Regions from separate parts of the Capsicum annuum genome. Here region 1 is linked to region 2. A link is a contact called in public Hi-C data. All regions are on one chromosome and are shown on one strand. Each heading gives the region's core, a stretch centred on a gene start, on an enhancer-like site or on the middle of the called end of the contact. The rest is flanking DNA. Distances are from core to core; before and after follow the strand shown. Region 1 holds the start of LOC107862904 (probable folate-biopterin transporter 7). Region 2 overlaps LOC107862906 (alanine--tRNA ligase).

Evidence for each region. Hi-C and Micro-C count contacts between places; a contact is called where the count stands out from the background.
Region 1: a contact with region 2 is called in a Hi-C map of leaf, with 3 times the contacts expected there. The contact joins the promoter of LOC107862904 here to the enhancer-like site in region 2. A contact is called at or near these places in 4 of 5 Hi-C or Micro-C datasets (bud, leaf and placenta).

What each region holds. Positions count from the first base shown.
Region 1 is chr3:235,576,356-235,582,786 of UCD10Xv1.1, reverse strand. LOC107862904 (probable folate-biopterin transporter 7) reads right to left here and starts at 3,592. Exons shown (of 2, transcript XM_016708614.2): 1 at 2,973-3,592; 2 at 413-1,886. The coding sequence starts at 3,270. The coding sequence ends at 829.
Region 2 is chr3:235,522,597-235,529,059 of UCD10Xv1.1, reverse strand. It overlaps LOC107862906 (alanine--tRNA ligase), which reads right to left. Exons shown (of 19, transcript XM_047409553.1): 16 at 6,161-6,250; 17 at 5,899-6,081; 18 at 5,634-5,813; 19 at 4,960-5,284. The coding sequence ends at 5,213. It overlaps LOC107862905 (bromodomain-containing protein DDB_G0280777), which reads left to right. Exons shown (of 2, transcript XM_016708616.2): 2 at 2,402-3,949. The coding sequence ends at 3,047. Among protein-coding and RNA genes, the nearest start is that of LOC107862905, 6.7 kb to the left of the region's middle. Within about 2 kb of position 4,764, at least 2 of the 5 cell types and tissues checked have an H3K27ac peak or open chromatin away from gene starts, as enhancers often do. A contact at or near this core is called in leaf, where this site is marked.

The DNA.
Region 1 (6,431 bases), core at 2,343-4,842, 55 kb before region 2:
TCTATTGTCTTTTACACTTCGATTATCGCATTTTTTTTGTGTAATTATTATTCCTTTTTCTAGAATGTTGTCATGCTTTTTGTAGTATTTTGCCATGATCCCTTCACTTCAGTTGTTTCTTTCTCAATCTGTTTTGATATGTTTTTACTTGAACCAAGGATCTATTAGAAACAACATCTCTACCTTTCTCCATACATCTTACTCTTTCCATACTTCAATTATGAGATTACACTAGATTTATTTTTGAATTACATATGTCCATTAAATCTTAGATACTAAAAGTATCACGTAAATCTTCTAGTCTCTCCTGAAACTTGAACCAAGTTTCACATGGCCAATTAATACTTGAAGCCACTGTGTTCTTATATTCGTATAATGTATTCCAAGACAAATGAAAGTTTCACTAGCATTAGAAAAAAATCATATGGTTACGAGTCTTCAAAAAGAATATTGTACATACCATAGTAATAACCAAATTCTCAATAACCTCAACCTACAACCGATACACAAAACTGCATCTCGCAGGAGTTGTATTTGAAAACGAGGCTAGTTGTAGCAAAACCCACAAGCCAATTGAGTTACTAAATAACGAATGCTAATACAAGACACAATGCTAAATTTTGACTAGTACTAACCAAAAACCTAAACTATGAGGTATTCATGTGTGGTAACTCTATATGTATTATAAAGTGAATTTCCTCCCAAAGTTTCGAAGGAGGATCCTCCTGGAACGATAATTATAGCTGTAAGAGGTTGAAGAAAGCCGAGGGGGAGCTAAGCTTGACCTACTGCTGAGCTGAATTGACCATCACTCGCTGCTGCAGCTGATCAACCTTCTTTTGCTTTGGTTTTAGGCTTGATTCCATCAGGTATGCACGATGACCAATGAACCGGCAACAGGGTACATACTGCCTGTATTAACAGGGCGTGTGGTAGGCCTGAGAAATCATTCCCCGTCACCTGGAAAAACGATGACAGGGCGACACCAAGACAACCACTTATAATTAGAGCGAGAGCTAATGCAGACATGAGAAATGCCATGACAGATCCTTCACATCCCGGTGGACAGAGCTGTGCCATAACAACAGTGAAGGGTAAGATCTTAAAGAAGTAGAGAACCTCCAGTAATCCGGAGAAGAGCACCACATACAATGAGTCAGGGATACCAAACATCCTGTATACCCCTTTCACGAATAAGAAATCCGAAAACATGAAAACAGCCATCGTAGCCTGAATTGCTGAGATTAGCTTCCTAGGAGACATTGATTTGAGGTTCTTATTGTAGATAACACCCCACAAAAGCATTGCAGCCTGCCCAAATACTTTAGATATACCCAACACTGACGATTCAATACCTAAATGTTGCGTCTGGTAATAGAACATCGTCCCTGTTAGTGCTGGAATCATTGCATAAGAAGCTGCAAACCAGATAATTGAATAATATATCTCTGGTTTCTGCAATGCAGCTAGAAGCTCCGAAAGTTGTTTTTTGATCCCTCGATTTGATGGGCTCTTGGGAAGGTCTAAGGAGTTCTCATGAATAAATATTGTAACCAAAAATTGAATACTTAAGAGAATGCCAAACATAAGGAACATCACTTGAGGGGAAAAACGATCAATGGCAATACCGCCTGCAAGGTTACCAAGCACTCCACCGACAGAAGAGGCAATCCAAACAAATGACTGGAGCTGGCCTGATGAAGAATTTTGACGATTTTTGGATGATGAACTAGGTGGTTTTCCCAACTCCGCAACCATGGCATCATTGGCAACCTCAACTACCGAAGCACCCAAGTTCCCAAGCAGGAGATATAGAGTGATTGTAAAAAATGAAATATTTGAGGGGGAGAGGAATATAGCAATCCAAGACACCGCCTGCAAAAATGCTGCAACAAATTATAACGAAGTGAGCCCAAATGCATATTAATTGGTATGCCAACAATGAACTACAATAAAAATGCAAAATGACTTATTTCTGGAAACATTATTTTCCAGTCAACCTCCATACACAATGGAGAAATAATAAAGAAGCTCGCGTATTCTTTACCTTCTCCTCTTACTATATGATTACTGCATAAAATTCTTGATAATTAACTAACTTATTAATCAAACATATTATCAGTTCCCAACCTTTGAAGCAAAAGAAGGAATTTTGCAATTTCATATTCACTAAAAATGCACGAAAATCCCGCGTTTACATAGGGTTCGGAAAGGGCAGTACCTTCGGAAGGCAGCCTACCCTAACATGAGGATGAGTAGTTGATTCCACGGCTCGATCCGTGGGCTAAAACATCTAATTTCTGGTGGATCAAGAAAAGTCTAGAAAGCATATACAACCTATATAATAGCATATAACTTGGCAAAACTTCATATTTCTTAAAGACGCCAAAAACTACAAATACAAGTATAACATGAAAGTGGGGCTATAGATACAAATTCATTTCCATGATCAATTTGATATTTTGAACAAAGGGAAACATAAGACTACACAAAAACACACTGCTCATGTCACAAGAAAGTCGTCACTAACAGTAACGCGCTATGAAACAGAAGGAAACAAAGCTAATATTGCGAACAATGGAAACATAAGACAATAAAAACATACAATTAATTACTTGGTGATTACCTTTTAATAAACAATTACTACTTTTAAACATACTCTTTGTTTATTACTACCATTTATACCAACTGCACTATGTATTAAAAGTGAATTACGCATGCAATACAGATGTATTATAATGTTTAATCTTGGGAAAAAAAATTCTATTCCTACATACGGTAAATACTTTCTAAATATAGCATATCTATGTAATTTTCCCAATAACAAGGCTGCTTTTGTGAACAATGGAAACATAAGACTACACAAAAACACTCTGCACATGTCACTAGCAAGTTGTCACCAACAATAAACCAATCAAAGAGCACAAAACAGGGCTAATTAAGTAAAACAAGCAATAGTAGCGCATATGCACCTCCAAAGGCAATATAAGGAACACGATGCTGACCAAAAATGTAAAAAGAATCAGACAAAATTCCATAAAAGGGCTTAGCCACCATAGGGAGATTAGCAGAACTCTGCAGGATCTGTAATGTAGAAGGATCAACCTTAAGCCCATCTTTTAAAAAAAAATTAACAGCCATCCAAGGGAAACACCTGAATCCTTGCACCAAGAACCCTAACCCTAACAACAACTTCCTCATCCCATCACTACCCTCATTACCACCCCCTTTTCTTCTCCCTCTTTGCCTCATAGTCTCAGATGACACCATAACTAACTTAAGAGATCTTCTTGATTTGATGATGATGATGATGTATATGTAGTGTGTCTGAATCTTTTGATTGTGTAGTACAATTAAGGTATCAAGAACCTTAAAAGCTGCTACCTATGACAGCAATTTTTTGGAGGAATCAAAGAGGGTATGATTCCAAGATTCGTGTGTGCGATCCAAGAGTGGGAGAAAGCAAAAAAGAGAACTTTTTTGGGAAGCGTGAATAAGGGTGGCAAGTGGCAACTGGTAAGATTTCCCAAACATTCTGGATACAACAACGTGGCCAGTTTTCACATACACGAACATTTGTACTTTATTGTCCTTCCAATTTTACTTCTCCCTTTTCATTTTACCTTAAATAAACTTATGATAAAAACGAATGGTTCATTTTACTTATTCATTCTAATGAATTTAATAAGAGTTTTTAATTTTTTATATTAAATAATAATAATAGTGAAATTTAGAGTTTCCAAACATAAATTTTACAAGTAAAATTTTTACTACAACTATCTAAATTATATCTTTTTACATTTCTATTTGGACACAGGACATACAATAAAGATAGTGATAGAAAGATTCTTAACGTTTGAGAATGGGCAAGAAGTATCTATTTTTCTACTCAACAAATAAATTGAACTTATAATTCAGTAAACTTTTTTTGAAATGTCAACTAAATATTAAATAAAAAGAGAAGTATCGATTACCTTCTGAACTTGTCACGTTTTATTTATGATATATTTAAACTTTGACTAGTACTAAGTACGTCACGTGCCCCTTTTACACTGATGTGGCAAAATGTTTGAGTTCAACCTCCATCACGCGCGTGATGGAGGTATTTTTATCAGCATTTTTAACGATAAAAAAATGAAAAAAAATCTATTTTCCTTTAATTTTTTCAAAAACTTTAATTATCCCTCTTCCTATTTATTATTCCTCTTCCTCCATTACTTCCAATCTAAAAAAAAAATTCATCCGTTTATTAATTTTGTAAAAGTCCAATTTATTAATTAGTTTATGAAATAAAAATTTCAGCCGTTTTTTAATTTTGTAAAAAATTTGTTCTATTAATTCAATCTAAAACTCCAGTTTCCATTCCTATGAAACTCCTTCAATTTTGTAATCTTAATTATATATATCATATGAGTTATTGTAGCTAAAAAAATGTACTAAATATCGAAGCATATATTGTAAACAATATTAACAAAACAAATACTAAAGAAACTAAGACCATATTTATAATAAATGTAGTTATATTAGTTATCGATTTTTAATCCCTAACGATTTGATTTTCGATTTAACCGATAAAAAAATACTTATAAAATAGAAAAAGTAGTAACTAACATGAAAAGAAACCGAATCTCAGTTGCAACAAAAATAATAATTTAATATAATCTTATTGAGTGATCGATTTACCCAATAACTTAATAAAAAAAATCGAAATTGAATCAATAACCCAATAATTTTTTTTTACCAAATCATTAAAAAATCGTTAACCCAATAACGATAAATCAATAACATTTTTATCGGTTCGATTTTTGTACACCCCTAACTTAAATTACAATTTCTTAATCCATTAATTATAATAAGAAACGTATTTGTGTATGTGAGTCTCCTCAAAATCCTAATTGAAAATTACATGAAACACCAATCGGAAAAAATAATTTCATATTATGAAGCACTAATCGGAAAAAAATAATTTCATATTTTTAACATACAAAAAAAATGTAAATTTTAAAATAATAGCTTACTTGATTGACGAAAATTATACCTTTCACTATTTTGGAGTAGAGGAAAATTGAAAAATATAATCTTTTTAGAGAGAAATCGGATACTTAAGGGTAGAAATGAGTTATTTTTTAATATATGATAAATACAAGGGAAGTGAATGGTATTATCCACGTGAACAACTACATCAACGTTTTTATCCACGTGTCTGTGCGTGTATTACACGCAGTGGACAGTGGGCCGAAAAGGGTGGCGCGACATACTAAAAGAACAAGTTCGGGGGTACTTAGGACTAGTAAAAGTTCAGGTGTACCATAAATAAAACGTGACAAATTCAGGGGGCAATTTATACTTCTCTCTTAAATAAAAGTAATTCTTCTAAATATATATAGAAGTATATTGATTTTTATCTGTCAATAATACTCCTTCCGTCTTAAATTATGTGTCGGCATTTCTTTTTTGATCCGTCTCAAAAAAAATATCGCTTTTTCTTATTTGGTAAGTTTTTAAAGACACAATTACAATTTTATCCTTAGTGGTCCCACTTAATTTTAAATATTAGTATTACTCTTTTTTTATTTATTTTTTCAATTAAAAGTGGTCCCACTCAATTTTAAATACTATTACTCCTTTCTTTAAGAAGGGTAATTTTATAACTTTAACAAAATCAATAATATCATATTCGGTCAAATAACAACACATAATTTGAGACGAAGAGAGTAATATTTTTACCTTCTATCAATAATTTGACGATTTGTGTTCATTAAATTCGACAAAAATAGTAGAAACAGAGTAATCATAAATATCAAGAAAATTTCATCATGTGTAGTTTCATATCAAAAATAGCATAAACTAAACCAAACAAAAATAAAAACTTCTTTCGTTTCAAATTATCCGTCTTAAATTAAGATGATATATTAATTTTAAAAAATAATTAATAACATGTCTAATTTATCATAATACCCTTATTAAATAATATTTATATTTTAATTTTTTTAAAAAATAATTAATACAAAGAATAAAAATAATTTTTTTATCTCTTTTTAATTAATAAAAAAATTAATTAAAATAAAAAATTAAATTAGGAAACGGATAATTTGGGAACGGGGAGTAGAGTAAATAACAAGATCCCATTTAGTCATTCGTAGTGGACACAAAAGTTTAGGTAAAAGATGACGGGGATAGTGCTTTAAGCATGTGACACCTCGTACCACACTTACGAAAGTTTTCTTCATAAGGTGGCAACCTTTTCTTTCCCACTCCAGATGGATATTTTTATTGAAGTACTGTTAAATTTTTTTATTATAATTATTTAATAATTTTATAATTTATTAGATAAATTTAAATAATGTATTTATTATAAAAACTAATTTAATAATTTAACATTATTATGATTCGGATAAAAATAAAGTAAATCACAAGCAAAATACTTTTTC
Region 2 (6,463 bases), core at 3,515-6,014:
TGTGTGGTATCTCGTACCTTGAGCCGGGGGTCTATCGGAAACAGCCTTTCTACCTCATCAGAGGTAGAGGTATGGACTGCGTACATCTTACCCCCCCAGACCCCACTAGGTGGGAATACACTGGGTTTGTTGTTGTTGTTGTTGTTGTTGTCTATTACTACTAGTATGCTCACTCTATGCTAAACTATGAAAATCCAAGAAGTTTAGCTTCCATGGCCCTTTGAAGTGCCCTGGTCTTTTTTATATTAGTCACAAGTTTAAAACGACATATTTATTGATCTATTTATCACCCACCCATTAAAAAAAAAGAATAATTTGTGAAGTTGGAGCATGTAGTTTCAATAAATTAAACACGACTCACTCCCAGATTAGATATTGGCTATAGCCGTCCCTATATCAATATTCAGAGGATCAATTACAGTTAGACTATGTCACCCCATCAATGGATTATGGCACTTGATAAGAAAGAGTAATATGAGAAATCCCTGTTGCAATATTTAGGGATTCATTATAGTTAGACTATGTCACCCCGTCAAGTGGAATATGGCACTTGATAAACCTGCACGTTGGCTGTATTCATTTGTGTTTTTTAATTAAAGATCAAGTGTTTTTGTTTTAATAGAATTGTATTTTTTTGTTTCTGGTAAATCAAGTGACTAGGAGTTCACGGGTTCTAGCTGTGGAAACAACCTCTTGCAGAAATGCAAGGTAAGGCTGCACACAATAGACTCTTGTGGTCTGACCCTTCCTCCAACCCTGTGCGTAGCGGGAGCTTAATGCATCGGGCTGCCCCCTTTTTTTTGGGCTTCACTTTTGGTGTAACGAGGTCCTTTGCAGAAGATGTAGATTCTGTAATTGACATTATTGGGTCACTGTAACCAGTCCAGGAATAGGTTTTTTTATTTTGGGGCGTTCCTGTTGTGCTGAGGGATATTCTTTTGATATAAAATAGATTACCTTCTTCCGGTGAAAAAATTACCAGCTACAGTCATCGGGAAGTACATGCTGAACCTTTTAAATACTCCTAAATGTTCACTATGTAGCAGAAGAATCACTGAGCTCCCTTTGATGACCGTATGATATAGTAATATACATCATTGCAACTATTTAATGTAGTTTCAAGCATTAATAGGCATAAGAGGATGTATTTAACATACTTTTGTGTAGTGTTTTTTCTTTTTTCTTGAGCTGTCCACATGAAATATAAGTAGGTCTGTCTTAATTATTTCTTCCTTTTAGACAAGCAATGGAAATACACGAATTTTTGTCGCTTCTACGTAAATTGTTTGAAATCTGTGTTTAGTTTTGAACATCCTCAGCTGTCTTTCTCTTCATACTTGATCTATTGCAATAAATAAGCAGAGCTCTTGCTTCTTTTTTTTGTTGTTGTTGTTGTTATTCTGTCCTTTGACACAGCCTCTGGCAAAAAATGCAAGGTAAGGCTGCGTACAATACACCCTTGTGGTGGGGCCCTTCCCCGGACCTTGCGCATAGCGGGAGATTTAGTGCACCGGGCTGCCCTTTTGTTGTTATTCTGTCCTTCCATTCTCTACCTTCTCATTTTATATCTCCTTTTAGGGGAGATCGCATCGACACCTGTGTGAAAGGACTCTTTTGTTTGACGGACAGATGGGCTCTGGGGCTTTGTTCAACTGCAAAAGTTGTGAAGGACTTTGTGACTTAGGTCACAAACATGAACCCTGCACTATGCAAACTAAGGCTGGTATTTAAGTGGAGAAGAGAGGGGGTGGGCCCATTACCCCCGAGTTTTGAAGGCTGCAGTTGGTCTTAAACAGATTTCACAGTCATAAAAATAAAGATTTGATATAAGATGTCTGAACTTTGTAATGTGAAGTTTTAGTATTTCATTGTTGTTGTTCTTTTCCTTTTTGATTATAAGTTCACCATAGAATGGTTTGTCTAATGCTTGTCATCCACACATTTATCTCCTAATGACTACTCAAAAACTGCAATGACTCAAACAATGATTATTCTATCAAAGAACACTAAGTCCATCTTTTTTATTAGGAAGTCTAGTAACTTTTGTTTCATGAGGGATGGTTTTGTGACATAAAAAGAACATTTGCATATAGTTCCATTGTCTTGGCTCCAGTTCATAGAAGTAGACAGAGCCATGGGCATCTATCTCTATATAGCGAGCTTTATTGGTTGCCAAAAGCTACTCTTGACCAGGTAATCATAAGACTAGATCCGGTGTTGCGAATGATAGTATAAGTGTATAATCTGTTGATGGTTATACCAACTAGTAAGATCTTAGCTGTTCTTTTCTTTTATTTTGCTCGAATTAGCATGTGGATTACCTATCAAAAAAGTTGCTATAAAAATCATCTCGCCTATGGTATTGACTTGAGACTTTTTCCTTGTGTCATGGATTTTTTAGGCTTCTGCCTTACCATGTGGTAGCGGACTATGAAGCAGAGGAGGATGATAAGATCCTTGATTCTGACACTACTGGCCAAATGCTTTCTCGTTCACAACAGTGGGATCACAACATTGCTGTGAAAGTTTCAGAGTTCACTGCAACATTTGAGAAACAAGTTCTCGCGTTTAATATAATTTCCCGGAAGAGAGATGTTGGAGACTTCCGGTCCGAGGAGAAACTCATGTTAGAGCAGTTACTGTTGCAAGAAGAGAGGAGAAGCCTGCTTGAATTGAGGCAAGAGATGGAGTCGAGGCAAAAGATGGGTCGAGATACTCAGGATCCTAATTTGCAAATGGCAGCTCTTGTTCATGCAGAACAAGCTCGTGCCGAATCACAGGCTCGTGCTGAGATGATGAACCGAGCACCAATACGAGCTAGTGCACTTGGGCCTAGGGGGAGCAATATTCAAATGGGTAATGATATAGGTGAGCATGGACAGGAAGTTAGCCCTGATGAAATGATCAACGGTTGGGGCAACAATGGACATAAAGATGAAAAGGAACCATCTGATGACTTTTTGAATGATGAAGAAACTGATAATGGAGATATAGGTACTCAGAGTGAGTGGCGTGGAGGTGGGGAGTTGGATCTGAACACAAGATGAATCATAGAACTTTCGGTGTTTGGCATTTTCCATGTGAAAAGTGAATACTTGTGTCAAAGTTTAGCATATACTTTGGTGCATTATGTAACTGATTCTACACTTGAAAGTTGGGAAAAGCTCACCATTTAAGATTAGGATCAACATAGGATAGTTTTATTGTGAGTACACTGGAAATGAGTTATGTTCATCTTTCTGTGATCTGCAAGAAAAAAAATATACCACCCCTGATATCCAGATACACCAAAGCTGCAATTTTGGTGAAAATGGTATGCCAGTGCAACCTTCTTCTCTGGCTATAGCAGTCACAAAGACTTGTGTTCTACTATAAAAATTTGGCACATCCGATGAAGAATTCCCAATCCCCACTGATTTTCACCCTTCCTGACTGTCAGTACTTGTCAATAACGTAATTAACCAGCTTGACATCCCTGGTGCAAAGAATGATTTGACCTGCAGGTGAATCTCTTTTTTTTTGAAGTTAAGTGAATGAAATGCATCTTTGTTGGAGTAGGTTGTCATGACTCGTGTGGTGTTTGTCTCTTCCAGTCTTTCTTCTTTCTTTATGGAATTTGAACTGCTGAAAGCTTTTTTCCCCGTACCTGCACAGACCAAAACTCTCTTTGCAGATTCTTCTGTATGATTATCAGCTTACCGAGGATATGACCCTTGATAGAAAGGTGTGGAGGATGCAGATTAGGGTAGAGGGTTAGTGGGTAGGAGTGTGTCCTTACTAATAGGGAAGTGTGCTTTGTTTATCTATGTATCTGTAGTCATAGCGTTGCATGTGTCTTATAGTTTCTTGTTCGTGGTGTTTTGGTGATGTTTGTGATTTCGGATAGATAGTTCATAGTATTACTTTATGGGTGTTTTGTTTTTTTATTATCTAGTGGTGTGTTACCCCATTTTGTTGTTTGTTTTTATATTCTGGTTGCTATACTGTTATTTGTCTGAGCCAACCTTTCTACTTCATTTGAGGTAGTGGTATGGACTACGTACATAGATCCCCACTTTGCGGCAATACACTGGTTATGTTGTTGATTTTTCTGTTCAGCCAATGAGGTAGTCATGTTCCTGAAACTGGGGGTTACTATTCTAGAACATTACAAAGAACATTCTACTCTATAACTCTTAATACTGCCCAAACGCAGACTAGCAAGCGAGATGCAGTATGCCTTTCTACTGGCTGTTATTTGGTAGGAATTATAGCAGATTCTCTCTACACTATTTATCACTCCATCGTGAAGTGAATTATCATCATACTACATATCTTTGATGGTGTAATCAACCACTTCAGGTTTTAAGTACACTGGAAAAGGAAGAGAGAACAACAATGATCAACTTTGTTTGCTTGTAGTAGGCTTGTCGAACAACTATCGAACCCTCACTTAATTGGGAAACTTGTTTGTCCAAGACTGGCCTCACCTGAGTGATACTGGTGAAATATAATTTCATATGGTTTCGTTATTCAACTCATCAATTTCATTACCTCTAAATGTTGCGGGGAGTACTGTACAGCATTTACAATCTGCAAGACAACTAATGGCATTCCACCCGTTCTGTTCTCCAACATGACCAAATCGGAACTGTTAAACGAAATAAATTCAGATTGTACTTTTATTGAAGTCACTATTCATCAAAGATCAACCTGCACCTCTCTGCCTTTCCTCTAATGCTGCGTAATTTCATTCTTTGCAAGAGTTTTCATTGACAGGCAACTATCATCAGTAGATAACCAGTGTGACTTTCCTAACAAACCACAAAAAATTAGAGCACCTTCCAGGCCTTAGCCTTTCAGTTTGCACATGTTTTTCTTTTTCCTTTTTACATCTACAAAATGGCATTAATCCAATCCATACCAATTTAACGACACACTAGTAGGTAATCAGAAAATCCAAGCCAACAAACATGCAAATTCACAGCACTGGAAAATCTTTCTACTTTCATCATTCTCTTTTGTGTATAACAAGTATGCAGGATACAGTATGCAATAAGCAAGTGCCATCAATAATAATCTTCTCTAATTTTCCTTAACTTTCTGCGTGTTAATTAAGGTAGCTGACAGAAAGCAACATAAATGATCCGGTTGTATAAGTTATATCTCTTGAGAATAGCTGCACCAGCTTCAACCATGGAACACCACTGCATTGGCATACTGTCCTTGCTCATCAATTTAATTTCATAGCTGCAAATGATGATGCAACATCCATTGCCTCATCGACTTTTGCTATATCAGTAGCCTGAAGGGAAAAAATTTTAACCAACATGAATATATAAGTTACAAGCAATGGAAGCAATTAAGGCAAAAGATGAATGTCAAGTTTGACAATTTTACAGTGCACGTTATGTGCTTATATTTCTTTCCATTAAAGGGCATGAGATGTATGCAACCATCACAAGGTGGAGTGATGTACCAGTTTTTAAATGAACCTGCTTTGTGCAGTGTGCAAACATTTACCAAAATACCATTAAACAATGCAACTATTTTAAAACGGAAATAGTCAGACCAGGACTGGTTCCCAAAAGTTTCTTCTATTACTACAGAAATAAATAGCATGAAGGTAATCCAAAATTGAGTATGATGCAAACCTGGCCTTGGGCGAGACCACCTTTTCCTCCGCCGCCCTTGCCTCCCAAGGGCTTTAAAGCTGCATTCAACCAGTCTTTAACATTCAACTGCTGGCACTTGTCACCTTTCTCAGGTACACCAGCACAGACCAAAACTTTGTTCGCAGCTTCATCTTTGCTAAATATCAGAACTGCCATACCCTGTTCAAACAATGAAACAGTTGCGATTATTATACATTAAGTGCAAATTTTAGAGTATACGAGATAGCATGTATGAGCTAATAACCTTCTGCTCCATAACTTTGACAACTGCTTCACGGACTGCACCAGTGTCCGAGCCCACGTCAATCTGCAAGATGCAGTATGATTTTCCACCAGAAGCTGCAGCTTCAGCCATTTCTGAGGCAGCTTTAACGGCTTTTTGAATATTCTCTGCAGCTATCTTCTTTTTGGCCTTAATAACTTGATTCTGAAGAAATTACCAGCATGTTACTTTTCTTTCCTAAGCAATGTTATTCATCTTCGGTCACACTAGAAACAGTACATACCTGGAGAACAGAGAGTTTGGCCTTGAGATCAGTTTTCATGACAGTGGGAATTTGTGCCCTCTCCACAGCAGAGTTCAAAGAAGTTACTTTCTGAAATTAAGAAGTAAATGGATTAATTCATCAGATAAGGAACAATAGTAGCAGTAGGAACAAAGATCAGCCAAAGATTGGATAAACTTGAATTGACCAAAGATTAAAGAACAAAAAGATGCTTGATTGAATAGCTTAGCCAGAAACTATCCAGCTCCACGACATCCCTAAGGAGGAAGATACAGTGCAGGGGAGCAATTATAAGAAATAGAT